Linked DNA regions of Zea mays: regions 1 and 2 are each linked to region 3. A link is a contact called in public Hi-C data. All regions are on one chromosome and are shown on one strand. Each heading gives the region's core, a stretch centred on a gene start, on an enhancer-like site or on the middle of the called end of the contact. The rest is flanking DNA. Distances are from core to core; before and after follow the strand shown.

Region 1 (2,700 bases), core at 189-2,688, 250 kb before region 3:
GAGCTGTGTCCTCGTGCTCCCCCTTTTTCCGCGCGACCTCAACGACGTGGCGAACCAAGTCCCTCACATCGGTGTCCGACGACCCACCCTTCGCCATTGCGGCCCTCATCTGTTGCCCGAGCTCCTTGGCCCTCGCCCGCCTCGCCGCGCCCGCGGGGCCCTCGTCCATGAGGTCGGTGACCGCCCTGTCGACGCCGTCCCTCCAGACCTGCACCTCCAGCACCTCCCCTGGCTTAACGACCGTCACGTGCGTCGCCGGCACCTTGGCGCCGGAGCGGACGCCGGTGCCGAGCACGTCCACGATCAACGCCTCGTTCAGGAACTGGTCGACGAACTGCGGCCAGGTCATGAGCGGCACGCCGTAGCAGAGGCTCTCCAGGATGGAGTTCCAGCCGCAGTGCGTCAGGAAGCCGCCCGCGGCAGGGTGCGACAGGATGGTCATCTGCGGCGCCCACCCACGGACGACGAGGCCCCGGTCCTTCACGCGCTCCTCGAACTCCGCGTCGAGGGCGGGCGCCGTCTCCTTGGCCGACCAGATGAACGGCCGGCGCGACGCCTCCAGTCCGGCGGCGAGCTCGGCGACCTGAGCCGGGAACAGACGGGCGATGCTACCGAAGCTGATGTAGAGCACGGACGCCGCCGGCCGCGCGTCAAGCCAGGACACGATTCGGTCGGCGTCCACCGCCGCGCGGTTGCCTCTCCCGGCCATCGCGCCGGCGTCGGAGTCGGAACTGAGGAGGCACAGCGGCCCGACCACCCAAATCTTCTTGCCGAGCTCCGAAGCGAGGCGCTCCACGAACGCGCCCTCCAGGGCGGCGCACGTGTTGAACAGTATCCCGTCGGCGGTGGCCTCGGCATCGAGCGTGTCACGCCGGAACCTCTCCATGCCTGCAGGCCACTGGAAGAGCCCTTGCGCCGTCGCCCTGCTCACCACGGCGCGTACGGGGAACTCCGGCACCTCGAACGGTTCGAAGTCGTCGTCGTCGTCGGCGCGGTCGTAGAGGCCGCGCTTTTCGAGGATGTGCGCGGCGAGGATGTAGAACGCGGACGGGAAATGGACCACGAACCGAAGGATGCCGTGCCGCCGCGTGACGCTGGCAGTCCACGGCATGCACGAGTCGGAGACGAGGCAGTCCGGCAGCCGGGGCAGCGAGCGGAGGTACGCCTCGAGCGGCTCGGCGAGCAGCCACACGGCATCGTAGAACGGGATGATGAGGGAGATGTCGTCCAGCATGTCGACCCTCTCGCAGCCCGCGGCGAGGCCGAGCGCTGGCCCCGGGAACGCGAGCTCGGCGAAGTTGATGGTGAGCCCCGCCCGCGCGGCCTGCTCCAGGAAGGCCCTGTTGCGCGCGGCGTTGATGGGCGTCAGCACCACCGTGGCACGAGCGCCGTGGCTGGCGATGAGGCGCGCCAGGTCCAGCATGGGGAGCAAGTGGCCCTGCGCCAGCATCGGCACGAGCACGAAGTGCGGCGCTGCTGCAGCCATGGCACTAGAACTGACGTGGCTTTCTCACAGTTCTATTCTATAGAGCACATACGGTACAGTCTGTACAGGCGTTGGTATATTCTAGTGAGCCATGTATGACGTGGACATGAATCAAGGATGATAAATGTGTAAGCGTAACGTACGGCGAGTGTTGGAGGACATGCAAATGAAATCACTGCGACGGTGACACTCAGCGTGGTCGGAACCAGTCATTTCAGCTGGATGTTGTCCACCACTCATTGCCTGTTGGAGGACACAAAAAGACAGGAAACGGGAAGTATACGCCTCCAGACCGCAGTTCCATGCATTTTCTTCATTTCAATAAAGACACAAATACATAGCTGCAATGAAACCAAAGTTCTAATGAAAACAAAATAGTCTCGGCAATGCTGGGGGCAGGGCACCAAGCCAGTTCAGCAGCATACTGTATGTCTAAAATACATAAATAGAGTGCAAAACTTGTCCCCTATCAGTTACATATATGATCACTTAATTGTTTGCCCTTGTTAGGTCTGCGAGATAGCAGTCCCTTATCTTGCGCATCTCGGCTGCGGCATCACCCATGGGCTTTCTCTCTGATGGTGTTAGCTTGGTGCAGGACAGCGCGAGCTTAGTGACAGAAGCTATGGCGTTCTCAATCTCTTCCCCTCCAACGCTTCTGTGTCGCGGCTTTCTTGCGAACCTCTCATCAGTGGACAGCAGTACTGGATCAACGATGTCCATCAGCTTCTCTGGAAACGCTATCTCCACGAAGCCCTGTAAGGTCAATCCGTCCTCAAACATGGCGTCGGTGGGGGCCTTCCCTGTGAACATCTCAAGGAGCGTGACTCCAAAGCTGAAGACATCTCCGCACGAGGAGACCTGGCGGCACTCCCCGTATTCTGAAGTGCAAGAACAAGAAGAAGAAAAAATGTCAATATGCTCAACCAGTAAGAGAAGGATACAGCTACATATTTTCAGTTACCTGGAGGCACATATCCAACTGTTCCTCTTATTCCGGTGAAGGTACTCGAATTGGTCACAGGATCACCATCTGAATCTGAAAGAATCTTTGCAATGCCGAAGTCTCCAACACAGGCAACAAAGTCCGCGTTAAGAAGAACGTTGCCCGGCTTCAGGTCGCAGTGGACTATTGGGGGCTCGCAGTTGTTATGCAAATAGTCCATAGCGTCGGCGACATTGACAGCAATGTTCAATCTCTGCAGTAGCGTCAG
Region 2 (2,947 bases), core at 330-2,829, 190 kb after region 3:
TGGTCTCTCGTATGTCGTATGCATACTTGAAATGCTTTTATGTGCTGCTATATGTTGATGGGTTGGGCCTTCTAAATGATTCTCTCTGAAAACATGCCTTATTAATTTAGGGAACGTAGGGCCTCCGTGCTCATACTGCGTTCGTGAGCAATCCAACGTTATGGTACGAGGAAGTAGATGGAAAATTGCATCGAAACTAAGGTGGAAGAGGGTAAGAGAAAAATTAGTGATTACCGTTGGATTGCTCGCAAAAGCATTAGATTTAAAATACTCATACAAGCAAGGAGGCTCTACAATACGTTCCCATCGAATTATTGGGTGTAAAGACGGCAATGAGTACCGAAACTCGAATACCTAACACTGATATGTAGGTGGATATGAGATGATTTATATACCCGTGGGTACGTTAATGGACAACAACCTCTACCCTCATACCTGCGGGTAAAATTTACCCATATCATACCCTATTATTATCTAATAAAATCCATCTTAGCTAAAATAAAACCCATCTATAGCTATTGCTTTTTTAACTATCAAGTTATGTAACCACATGGTTTGTTATATTTCAAGTTAAACTTGTTTTTGTGTATTTATTTGACATTTTGTGTGATCGGAATATTATAATTTGAGATCTTCTTAGAGAGTATGGGTTACCCGACACGTAAAATTACCCACGCGGGTACGAGTATGGGTAAGATTTTATACCCGCGAGCGTATATGGGTAACACGATGGATATGTTTTTTTTGGTGATGTGTATGAGTATGAAATGCTACTATCCAACGGGTATATAGTCGTTGCCATCTCTGATTGGGTGTATATAAATAAGTTGATGGTCTATGAAAAGAGAAGTATATTTTTTGTCTATCTTTCAAAAACTATTTCAATAGTAAAGTGGGTTGATATATTATTTGGAGGGGTAGAGGTGTAGGTTCTCTATATTCTTTTGGAGACAGATAGCTAGTTAAAAATTTATGTCTAAACAAGCATGACCTAAAATTTTCATAAAAAAACAAACCAGACCTTATTTCGATGTTATAGCAATAGCATAAGAAGCTGTGGTATCAATAAACTACAGTTCGAAAACTCATCCATTTGCAAAACAATGGTTAAAAAAGGTTTAGAGTAGAGTTTTTAGTAAAACTCAAAAAGGCTATATATTTACCAATATCATGGTATTCAACATTATAAAATTGTTTGCATCTAACCACCTCATATAACTCTAAAGACTAAAGTATTTCTTAAAACCATGCTCCATCCGTCCTAAATTAAAATTCGTTTTAGTTAATTAATAAGTCCATACAATATTGTGTATGTGTTTTATATATGTGTTTAGGTTCATATTCATTTATTTAAATATATATATATATATATATATATATATATATATATATAAATTTTAAAACAGAGGGAGTTTTATTTTTTCTAAAACTCTAAAAATATTTTGCATCAAATCGCAATGGGCAGGAATACCGACATGCGCCAAAAGGCCAAACTGAGAAGGGCACCTAACGGAATTTGGGATTTCCTCCGCCATTAGTTTGGGTTGCCCACAGCTTCCGCGATCCACAGAAAATACATCGCCATTTCCCCAATTTACCGCTGACACCCTCCACAAACCGCGAATTTCCTCCCCGGCTCCTCTCCCTCCTCCCCAGTCAATCCCCACACAGTCTCGGCCGGGCCCTCGCGAGGCCGCCGTGGAAGGACCCCCAGCGATGGGCTCCGGCGAGGAGGACACAGGAGGCGGAGGAGGGGCGGTGCGGGGCGCGGTGCTGAAGGCGCTCGTGGTTGTCGGCGGCGTCCTGCTGCTCCGCCGCCTGCGCCGCTCCACTACCCGATGGGACCACGCGCGAGCCGTCGCCGACGCGCTCTCCGGAGAAAAGGTGACCCCTGCTGCCTCCCTGGAGCTGCGTTTGGTTCCCGGGGCATTCCGATGCGACCGCACTGAGAATTCGTCAGAAAATCCCCCTCCCCTCCCCTTTTTTTTTGCTGCGAGGAGAAAAATCCCGAAGCGGCGGCGTCTTTTTTTGAACGTAGAGGAAATAAATGTTTGTTACTTGATGCGTTTACTGATGTACAGTTCTCGAGGGAGCAGGCGAGGAAGGATCCTGACAACTTCTTCAATTTGAGGTTAGAATTTTATTCTAACAGAGCACGGCATTCTTCTTCTTTTTTTCTTCCGATACTAGTGTTTCTACTGTCCATTTGATTAGGCTTAATGTCGTGGTCGTGGGTCTGGTAGTCTGGTGGCATTTATGAACTAATCGTAGGCTTGTTTTGGGAGGGAGGTATATGCACAACAGCACAAGCACATCAGCCGAATATTCCGTGCAAACTTTCTGAGTTGATCACTGCAATTCACATTGTCGATAAGCATAAAAGTTGCTGACCATGGTTTGTGATAATTTGGCTTTGGTGGTCATGAGTGTGTTTTTACAAGTTGCTAGATACCTCTAAAATGATTTGAAAATGCAGTACTTATCACACTTGGCATGAACACTGCAAACTGTTTTTTGATTTGGTCTCTTCTTTGTTGGCCTTTGAATATAAACGTGTTCTGGGATCATCTTGTAGTATCAATTGATATAGTATTCAGTTGAGGTCAGCCATTCTTTCTAAATGATTTACTTCTGTACTTTCTAGCTGGTGTCTGTGTCAACTGATTTTTTTAATTAAAGCATCACACAGAATGAAAGAGGATTTTGGGGTAAGCACTGCTTCATTGAATCGTGAATATGATTACATATAAATAGGCTAGGCTCAGCCGGCTTAAGGAAACAGATGGCCGGCGAGCCTGCATGCGCTAGACTACCATGCGAGCTGAGGTAATCAGCGATGCATGCGCTAGCCTACCATGTGAGCGCCCAGGCAATCAGCTCATACTATACGCGGTGCTAACCTGCCATACGAGCAGAAGCAATCAAGGAGCTGATGGCTGCCAGTAGA
Region 3 (2,700 bases), core at 106-2,605:
ACTACTATGTATAGATCGATAAGACATTTTTAGTGTATTTTAGCAATATCGCTTATTTGTCTCCGTGCTTTTGTTAAACAAGTAACTGATACTTTACGTCTAAAGATATAGATACATAGCTAAGCGATTTTTTGAAATATTATATTTTTAATAAAATCTGTTTATGTTTTCTCTGTATTATTTATCACAACTTTAATATTACTTTATCAGTATGACGTCTATACAAGCTGGCGTTATTAATTTCTATCCTAGTGCCCACCAACTTTGTCTAGAGTAGGGGGCTAGGGGTATGTTTACTTGTTCTCGAAGCCGCGAAGCAAAGACGCCCTAAAAGAATAGAGCACTTGCTCCTCCGGTTAAAGATGCCAATAGTTAAATATCCAACGAATATTACTATTTCCTATGACAAAAAAAATAACTTTATCAGCTCACTCATATCCCTGGTGGGTATAGATTTACTCCATACTCGTACCCATATGGGTATAGGTCACCCGTCGGATCATTCGTACCTACAAAGATTAAACATCTATCAGAATAATACATTATACAAACGTCAAGTATATCACTTTAAATATCATTATAAAATTTCGAGCATCATTCAATCATTCATTCAACAAAACCATGGATAATTGGATAGAGTAGCAACACTAGGATAGTAGTACCAGATAACATATTAGGGGGTGTTTGGGAGTGAAGTTTTTCACAGTTTTGGAAGAATACTGCAGTATTCTCAAATACTGCAGTATTATATACAGAATGGTGTTTGGCAAGCTCGCTAAAATCTCTGTTTTCAAAAATGAAGTATTGCGAATACTATAGTTGTTTTAAGGTATTCTAAACTTAGGTCTGGACCTCAGTTTCTAAAATTGTGGTATTGTAAACTGCGGTATTGTCATGACTAAAGTATATTGTAGTATTTCAAAAACTGTGGTTTTCAAAAACTTTGTTCCCAAACAGGGCCTTACATGTTCCATGTATGTCATCGAATAGTTATTAAGCCTTCTATGACATTATCACCAAAAAAATTGTTAAATAGTCAAAATAGATGGACGATCAAAGCCAAGTTCACGCTTTTATACTGGGTATTTATACCCATGAGTTAACGAGAATGGGTGAGTGTGGAATGTTCTAATACTAGTTTACTCATTGGTTGAATGTTTTTCTCAATAAGGAACACATGAGTAAAATATTTAGTCCGTATATATATTCTAATGGAGTAAATATCCATCGAGTATCGATTCGTGCTTACCCATTGCCATTTCTAGTTCTAGCTGCCAGCCTCAAGGGCAGTTTTGCCATTTCATGCTTGTCCAGTCTCCCCCAGTGCCAGTACACAGTACTTCGGCTCCATACATATACAGGCCCTGGCGCACTGCTCTGCCAGAGAGAACTCAGACCACTCCGCTGGTCCGCCCGCTGTCCTCTGCACCTCTGCTACCCCAACAAAACCAGGACGACGCCTCGCGCGGCGCTGTCATGCTCCCGCCGTTCGGCAACCCGCTCTGGGTACCGGAGGACGTCGACGACCAGCAGCAGCACCACGCGCCGCCGCCGACGCCCATGGGGTTGGGGCCGGGGCAGGGGCACGATGAACAGAACCTCCTGGCCCTGGCCTCCGCCGCCGCCATGGGGGCCGGCGGTATTTTCAGCTCGCCAGCGGTGCTCGACGACGACTGGTACTTCGACCCCGTGGCTGCGGCCGCCGCCGCCGGCGCTCAGGGGCAGCTGCTCCTGGCACCGCCGGGCCCAGCGCCCGACGCCGGGTCGCAGATGTTCTCGCTCTTCAACGTCGGCGGCGCCGCGACGTTCGACGTCCATGGGTTCGACCTCGGCCTCGGCGGCGGAGGCGGTGGCGACCTGGTCCCGTTTGCCGGCGCGGGGAATGCGTCGAATTCCGCGTCCTTTTCCCTGGTACCGGCAGGGAACGCCGGCGGCTTCCTCGGCTCGTTCGGCGGCTTCGGTACAGCGCCGGCGCAAATGCCGGACTTTGGCGGGCTCGGCGGGTTCGACATGTTCAACAGCGGCGCCGGCTCCTCCTCCGCGGCGCCCCCTCCTCCTGCCTCGGTGTCACTGACGGCGCCCTTCTCTGGGCGCGGGAAGGCCGCCGTGCTCCGCCCGCTGGAGATCTTCCCGCCCGTGGGCGCGCAGCCGACGCTGTTCCAGAAGCGCGCGCTCCGCCGCAACGCCGGCGAGGAGGACGACGACAAGAAGCGCAAGGTGGAGGCCGTCGCCGCGGCCGCGGGGGCTTCCTCGGGCGGCGGCGGTGACACGGTGCTGGACGACGCCGACGACGACGACGGCGGGAGCATCGACGCGTCCGGGCTCAACTACGACTCGGAGGACGCCAGGGGCGTTGAGGACAGTGGGAAGAAGGACGGCAAGGACTCCAACGCCAACAGCACGGTGACTGGCGGCGCCACGGGCGACGGGAAGGGTAAGAGGAAGGGGTTGCCGGCCAAGAACCTCATGGCAGAGCGCCGTCGCCGGAAGAAGCTTAATGACCGGCTCTACATGCTCCGGTCCGTCGTGCCCAAGATCAGCAAGGTAAGAATTGTACCTTTGCATCTATGTGTTAATCAGTTACTACGAATTGTAGCTCGTAATTTAGATGAATTCTCCGCGTTTTCGGTAGCAATTAGCAACTAGCATTACTATGTATATGCTTATATTGGTTATCGGTATATGTTTCATGGAATTAAT

The links. A called contact is a pair of places that touch in the nucleus more often than the background predicts.
Region 1: a contact with region 3 is called in a Hi-C map of tassel, with 5 times the contacts expected there. The contact joins the promoter of LOC100216716 here to the promoter of LOC103652960 in region 3. A contact is called at or near these places in 4 of 25 Hi-C or Micro-C datasets (bundle sheath, ear, leaf and 1 more).
Region 2: a Hi-C map of endosperm shows a contact between it and region 3, with 2.4 times the contacts expected there. The contact joins the promoter of LOC100382707 here to the promoter of LOC103652960 in region 3. A contact is called at or near these places in 7 of 25 Hi-C or Micro-C datasets (ear, endosperm, leaf and 2 more).

What each region holds. Positions count from the first base shown.
Region 1 is chr4:25,081,689-25,084,388 of Zm-B73-REFERENCE-NAM-5.0, forward strand. It overlaps LOC100216716, which reads right to left and starts at 1,439. Exons shown (of 1, transcript NM_001143121.1): 1 at 1-1,439. The coding sequence starts at 1,423. It overlaps LOC103652958 (receptor kinase-like protein Xa21), which reads right to left. Exons shown (of 3, transcript XM_008679942.3): 2 at 2,451-2,700; 3 at 1,767-2,367. The coding sequence ends at 1,976.
Region 2 is chr4:25,520,511-25,523,457 of Zm-B73-REFERENCE-NAM-5.0, forward strand. It overlaps LOC100382707, which reads left to right and starts at 1,580. Exons shown (of 9, transcript NM_001175430.1): 1 at 1,580-1,884; 2 at 2,082-2,131. The coding sequence starts at 1,717.
Region 3 is chr4:25,333,988-25,336,687 of Zm-B73-REFERENCE-NAM-5.0, forward strand. LOC103652960 (transcription factor SCREAM2) reads left to right here and starts at 1,356. Exons shown (of 4, transcript XM_008679944.4): 1 at 1,356-2,544. The coding sequence starts at 1,477.